2 separate regions of the Mus musculus genome follow, and region 1 is linked to region 2. The links are chromatin contacts, called in public Hi-C maps. All regions are on one chromosome and are shown on one strand. Each heading gives the region's core, a stretch centred on a gene start, on an enhancer-like site or on the middle of the called end of the contact. The rest is flanking DNA. Distances are from core to core; before and after follow the strand shown. Region 1 overlaps Myt1l (myelin transcription factor 1-like). Region 2 overlaps Myt1l (myelin transcription factor 1-like).

The links. A called contact is a pair of places that touch in the nucleus more often than the background predicts.
Region 1: a Hi-C map of cerebral cortex shows a contact between it and region 2, with 2.2 times the contacts expected there. The contact joins two enhancer-like sites. A contact is called at or near these places in 2 of 484 Hi-C or Micro-C datasets (cerebral cortex and nephron progenitors), 2 of 115 datasets of contacts at active chromatin or transcription factors (extraembryonic endoderm stem cells and fibro-adipogenic progenitors) and 2 of 9 other capture datasets (adipose tissue and pancreatic islet).

The regions. Positions count from the first base shown.
Region 1 is chr12:29,830,159-29,833,539 of GRCm38.p6, forward strand. It overlaps Myt1l (myelin transcription factor 1-like), which reads left to right. Exons shown (of 25, transcript NM_001093775.1): 11 at 2,130-2,264. Among named protein-coding and RNA genes, the nearest start is that of Gm46346, 83 kb to the right of the region's middle. Within about 2 kb of position 1,388, at least 16 of the 459 cell types and tissues checked have an H3K27ac peak or open chromatin away from gene starts, as enhancers often do. A contact at or near this core is called in cerebral cortex, where this site is marked.
Region 2 is chr12:29,722,329-29,725,364 of GRCm38.p6, forward strand. All of the region lies in intron 3 of Myt1l (myelin transcription factor 1-like), which reads left to right. Among named protein-coding and RNA genes, the nearest start is that of C630031E19Rik, 37 kb to the left of the region's middle. Within about 2 kb of position 1,478, at least 37 of the 459 cell types and tissues checked have an H3K27ac peak or open chromatin away from gene starts, as enhancers often do. A contact at or near this core is called in cerebral cortex, where this site is marked.

The sequences.
Region 1 (3,381 bases), core at 138-2,637, 110 kb after region 2:
TTTCTGGTCCTTTTGTTTGCTTTGTGTTTTCCTGCTTGTTTGAACATTGAATTGAGATTGCAAAAGATGAGGAATGAAGGGAGAGTGAGGGTGGAGGCCATGGCAGCCCCACCCTGCAGGGAAGCAAGAGCAGATTATGCTCCTAGTCTCTACAACCTCAGAGAGTTTTGAGACATTTTTTTAAAATAGAAAAGTCACTTAATTTCAAAACTATTTCAACATCTGTGAAATCATGTTGTTTGTAAGTAATAACTGGGTCCTATAAGGCAGTTACTTTATGATTAAAGTGAGTAATAATGGTTGTAAGTTGTTTCTTAATCCTGTATAAGTCATTTGTATCTAGTTAAAAGTTTCTTAAATTTAGCACTTTATATTATCAAGGCTGTCCTTTGGAACTGTTACTGTGTGCTTACTATTTTATAATGACATGGATTTACTTTTAGTAGTAATGAAATTACTCAAAGGGCAACAAAATGCTAGGCTTTACTTTGTATCTATAAGGTTTTTAAAACTAAAATGCCAGGACTCTTGGGTTTGTTGGCAGAGGTCATGAGGCAAGGGTAGAGACAGGCCAGCAACTGGCAATGCCAAGGAAATGTTTTGTTCCACACCAGTGCTGGCTGTAGAGATGACAGCACCTGGCAGGAACATTCTGCATATGACATGTCAGCAGAGAAAGAAGGGGGGGGGGTGTCCTTCACATCAACATAACAGTCTTTGTAAGATCCCAGGAGTCTTTTGTCTATTTCACATTCTCATAAGTGACACAAATAAGTCTATAAGAGTTCAAAAATTCCAAAATCTGGCCAGGTATAGTGGTTCACGCTGATAATCCCAGCACTTAGGAGACTGAGGCAGAAGTATTTTCATGAGTTTAAAGTCAACCTAAGTGATATAATTGAGATCCAGGCCAAATTGGATTACAGGGTAGTATTCAGTCTCAAAAGACCCAAACAAATAAAATTCAAACTCAAGATATTTCCTCTTATATATAAATAATTCTTAACCAAAGGTAAAACATGTATTTTCTACCAAGTACATTTGACCTAATTATTGAGATATTCATATAAAAGAACTAAATTCCTAAGGGAAACTTAACTCTAGTCTTTACTGGACCAAAGAATAGTGACTACTATTGGTAATCTACACAACTGGTTTTCAAATGCTTGTTCCAAAACAGTGTGTCACAGTCTACGATTTATTATTCAGGCTGAGCTGAGCTGACCTCAAAAATACTTTCTAGAACTGTTGTAATGCATGAGGGTGAACTGTGGTTGATCTGGGTGTAGAAAACCTCTATTAGGATATTGTTACATCTCTGGCATCCAGCATTCAATTCTGGACCAAACGTCTGCTCTGATTGGCTCTTGGCTGGCGCTGCAGAGAAGCTGGCAGCGCTCTAGATCAGCCCGACCTCCTACTTTGTGTATGCATGCACGGCATTACACGAGCCTTCCTCTGGTTCCAAGTACAGACGAAGAAATCAAAACAAATGGTTGCTCCAGCGGCTTCTGAGGCGTTTTTTGATTGCCCATCACCCTGCCAGGTGGGAACGCCACCCTTCCCGTCATTTGCTTACAGTGCCTTCTGAGAGTTCAGTTGATTTTCCAAAAATGGGCTGAACTGCTATGCTAAGAGAAAAATTTGCAGGAAAATTCTGTGGTTTATGGCATATTGAGACCAGAGCACTCGAAAGAAGGAATCAGGTTTTGAGTAGCACCGTGCTCTGGTTGAATTGTATGGGGAAACTGCTGAATGAAAATAACATGGAGTTTTGTTCTCTGAGAAGGTCACTGTCTCATCACTATTTACATTGATTTCTTTGAGCAACACAGCTTATCATGTAACACACGGGAAAACAATTAATCAAGAGTTAAAGTTAGAGATAGGTGCTTTTATTTTCCTTTTGGATAAAAATCAAAATTCTTTATCATTCCTGATTACACTGTATAAGGTTGAAAATATCACCCACACCCAAAAAGATATGAAGCAAAAGCCTGCTGTCCCAGCCTGTCCCTGACACCTGCATAATTTCTTTGTTTAGCAAAGGTCTCTTCAGGTTGCTGGATAACCGCATGAGTCTGCAGTTGGTAAACGTTCATTTTCTTGACACCTGTTGTCGCTTTTAGATCCCTCAAGAACAGAAAAGAGAGAGAGCAAGTGTCCAACCCCCGGGTGTGATGGAACCGGCCACGTAACTGGGCTTTACCCGCATCACCGCAGTCTGTCTGGATGCCCGCACAAAGATAGGGTCCCTCCAGAAAGTAAGTCGTGTCTCGCCGCTCCCCGGGGCGTGCAAGCACTCTGGCTTTGTCAATCATCCCTTCCCCAACCTCATCTTCATGGCACCTCAGTGCAGCTGTCACTGACCAGACTCTTCCTCAGCCTGGAGGGCACCTCAGGAAGCTTCCCCTATCTCCTGGATATTCTGGGTACCAGCTCTGAAGAGCGGCTCACCCTGAAGCTGACTCCCTGGAACAGGCTCCCAGGCCCACTGGGTTCTGGTCCTAGCCTCCGTTTTATTTACTCTGTTATCCCCGGCAGGTCATTTCTCTACTTGGTCTCACACATTACAGAACTGAACTAGCCAGCCTCTAAAACAACCTATCAACAAGGGTCATCTAGAAATCCCAGAAAAAGGAGGCCTTGGGGTTCCTGCCCAAATTTCTGAACTACTGCAAACTGTCCAAGCAGCATTTAAAACAGTTTTGTTACAGTCACAGCAGTCTGTCTCACACTACAGGAGCATCTGCACACTAATGATGTTAAATGAACAGGTTTGGAGCTGGTGGGGTTTTCTTTTACACCTTTCTACATCTTTCTAGTAGATAGGTTCTGAAGCTACAAAATCCATCAATGAAAAGTGTTTTCTTTAGATTTGAAATGATATGTATCCTTTTTTTTATTTACTTTTTTCTTGGCAAGAAATGTGCCAACTGTGTAAAATCAATGAGAATCAATTGTCCAAGGCACACACTGAGGTTCAGGAATGAGAGAGGTGATGGATACCCAGGATGAACCCACAGCATGCAGTATCCTCCTTTAGCTTCCCATGGGAGAGGTGGTTCGTGGTCTGGCTAGATAACCAGCGGAATCAAAGGCATATCGAGAAACATTCTCTTACCATGGGCACCCTTGAAATCTTTGAGGATCAAACCTGTCAAAGGTCAGGCAGCTCTTGGAGTAGTGCATCATTAGAAATAGGAAAAGCTACATGTTCTCTGGTGAAATGTGTTCCGTTGCTCTTGTGACTCCAGGTTCTCAATGCCTACTAAAATGCATATGTTTCCTGTAACTGTCTTGAGAACGATTATGAAAAGTTGTGAAAATAAACAAATGCAGGTGTGTCTACAATCCCGTGTGTTACATGACAGGGAGACG
Region 2 (3,036 bases), core at 228-2,727:
ACTTTCCTGAATGATGGACAGTAAACTGTAAAGTAAAATAAGCCCATTTATCCCTAAGTTGCCTTAAGTTATGAAGTGTTTGAAATGTTGGACTTATGTCTGTAGAAGCACAGCCCATGGTTCTTGCTCTACAGGAGAAGAATGAAGTTGGACTTAAACCAGGAGAATTGGTAGAGGGATGAGAGCCAGGTAGACTTGTAAATATCTCTGTCTTCAGTAGAAAGCTCAAGTTTCTGGGCTCAGAGTTTAAGAGCACTTGCTCTTGCGCAATCACAGACTGCTCCTAGTGACCACTGAGTAGCTCCCCTTCCTGTTTGAGGAAGAATCCAAAAATATTAGAAGCAAGAAGATTCTAATAGTCCTGGACATGGAGTGTAAGGAAAGCTTCGAATTGAGCTTCGGATGTCTGGGATGTTGTTGTTGTTGTTGTTGTTGCTGCTGCTGCTGCTGCTGCTGCTGCTGTTGCTGTTGCTGTTGCTGTTGCTGTTGTTGTTTTTCTTTTTTCTTTTTACCAATTTTGACTTTGTGACTTACATTCCTAATGTATTTAGGTGGCAAGACAAGATATCCTAATATTTAAAAATATTTTGAAAACATTATCCTCCAAGATCCTTTCCTTAGGAAGCTATGGAGTTATTTCCCACAAAAAGGAAACAAAACAGACAGAGGCAAGCTGGGAGGTAGCAATCACAGACTATACTACCCAGAGCATGGATCCTGGTATTGTCTAGACATGTACCCAGTATAGCACTGGCCAAGGATCAAGGAGCAGAAAGGACTCTTGTGGTAGCTTCCAGATGGATGTATACAGTCTCTGCTTGTTATACAAGGTGGTAGATTAATTCTGAAAGTTCATGGGTGAATTCACCCTGAGGACACAGTAAGGCAGGTGAGTTACTGACTGTGGAAGGAAACAGATACAGGTGAGAAGCATGGTCTATTGCAAGCATGGCTCACCAACCAGCAGTGTCCTCTCTATTAGTACTCTGGGGTGTTCCCTAGCATCTACACGTTGTCCAATAGGGCTGTGCAAGGCATGGGTTGATAGGTATGCTCAGAAGGTGCACTCTCCATTCTCTAGAGTAGAAACTAATAGTAGGTACAGCATCCTTAGACATCCATAGAGCCACATTCATTTGTTCAGGAATTTGGGGATAGGAATGGCTAGCACACTTGAAAGTCTTTCCCTCTGGGACCTGAAAACAATGAAAATATATATTATATTGTCTAAAATCAGTGTTCTGTTATTCATTGCAATGGGCTATCAGAAGTCATAGTTTGTGCATCTGGTGCTAGACTCTTTCAAGTTTGGGGACTCATAGGAGTGTGTCCTGGGTCCCAGGCAGGGTAAGTCCATCAGGTGAGCAGAAGGAAGAAAAAGAATACAGCTCGTGCTTTCTCTCTCGGGTGAGAGTCTGTGGAGGGCTGCAGCCTCCCTCCGGGCTCATCCATCTGTGAATAATCGTGTTTGGCAGCTGATACATGCTGGCTCCTCAGGAGCAGAGCGCGCCAGCAGGAGCGCTGAGTTCCTGGCTTGGGTTGTTGCAAGAGGTGGTTTCCTGACTGTTGCCATGCTAACAAAGGTGCTAAAATAGCTGTTTCAAAGACACTTAAAACTGAATAGCCTAGATATGTCTCCCACTCAAACAGTCTTCTATTGGAGTGGTGGCTCGCGTGTGGCTGTGACTTTCCACGGAGACCACCCCGCAGTGCTCATGCAGCCACTTAATGGGCTGTCCCTCCGCCAGGGAACTCCATAGTCAGTCTACAGTTCTGATGTTTCTTTATCACATAACACATACCCTGATCCTGTTTAAGCCACAGATTTACAAACCACACTGCCAAATGTACAAATAGCCAGGAGCCAATTTAACCCAGAATTATCTGCCCCATCTCTCTGAATTTCAGTCATATGCTCAGTGTGGCTGTTAGCAGATACGCTCTGTGTGCACGTGCGTGTGAGCACCCACGCTCATGCGTATGCAGGTGCACATTCACTTGCCTGTGCGTGCATGTGAAAGCCAGAGAACAACCTCAGAGACCATCCTTCTTGGCTTCTTCTTCTTTTTTTTTTTTTTTTTTTTTTTTTTTTTTTTGTAGCAGGGTTTCTACAGACCTAAGAAGTGCAGATTTTTCTAGTCTGGATATGGAACAAACCTCAGAGACCATCTTGTCTCTGGCTCCCATACCCAGCTTTCCAGCATTTCTTTTAACATGGATTTATTGAGAGGGGTCAATCATTGGTCCTCACTTGCATAGCAAGCATCTTACGCACTGAACCATCTCTATAGTCTCTTTGGTTGGTTTTATACTAAAGGGTACAATAGGATGAAATATACATTGCAGACCAACTGTCTGCTGTACACCAAGCTCAAAGACTAAGAAAAAAATCCCAGTTACATTATACGTGATAAAGGGCTTGCAAATGTCAGCCTGGGGAAGAATTTTCTTCACTAACCCATCCTTTGGAGAAAAGATTTAAAGGGGGCAAAAGAAAGGACTATGAGAAGGAAGAGGGGAAGAAAGAATAGGAGGAAGGAAATAAACAAAGCTCCCTTTCTTTAGCCCCTGCAGCAAACATTTTAGATGAGTTGTCTATTTTCAGTATAAGATATATTACCAAGTTTGTAAACCTCAGTATAGAACAAGCCTAAAGAACAAAATACACAGTAATCAATACTTTTCTATGTTGGGACAAATAATGCTTATTGACCACATAGCTGATTTCAAGTAAATTAAGCAGCACACACTCTTGTTAAGAAGGGACAGCAATTCTTTCTTATCATTTCATGACTATTAATAAAAATTAAGGTTTAAGTAATCTTAACCATTAATAACTCACTGGCCTAAAACTATATTTTTCCATACTGCTTTGCCATATGTAGTGTGGAGGAGTTTGTAACAGTGAATAAGACACCTCAAAAATCCAGTGTGTAGACCCACATTTCTCAAGAAATCTCCTCCACTCCCTTCCAGCAACCATTAATCACTAACTGCCTATATATCAATGGGCTCAATCCTACACAGGTCGCATTA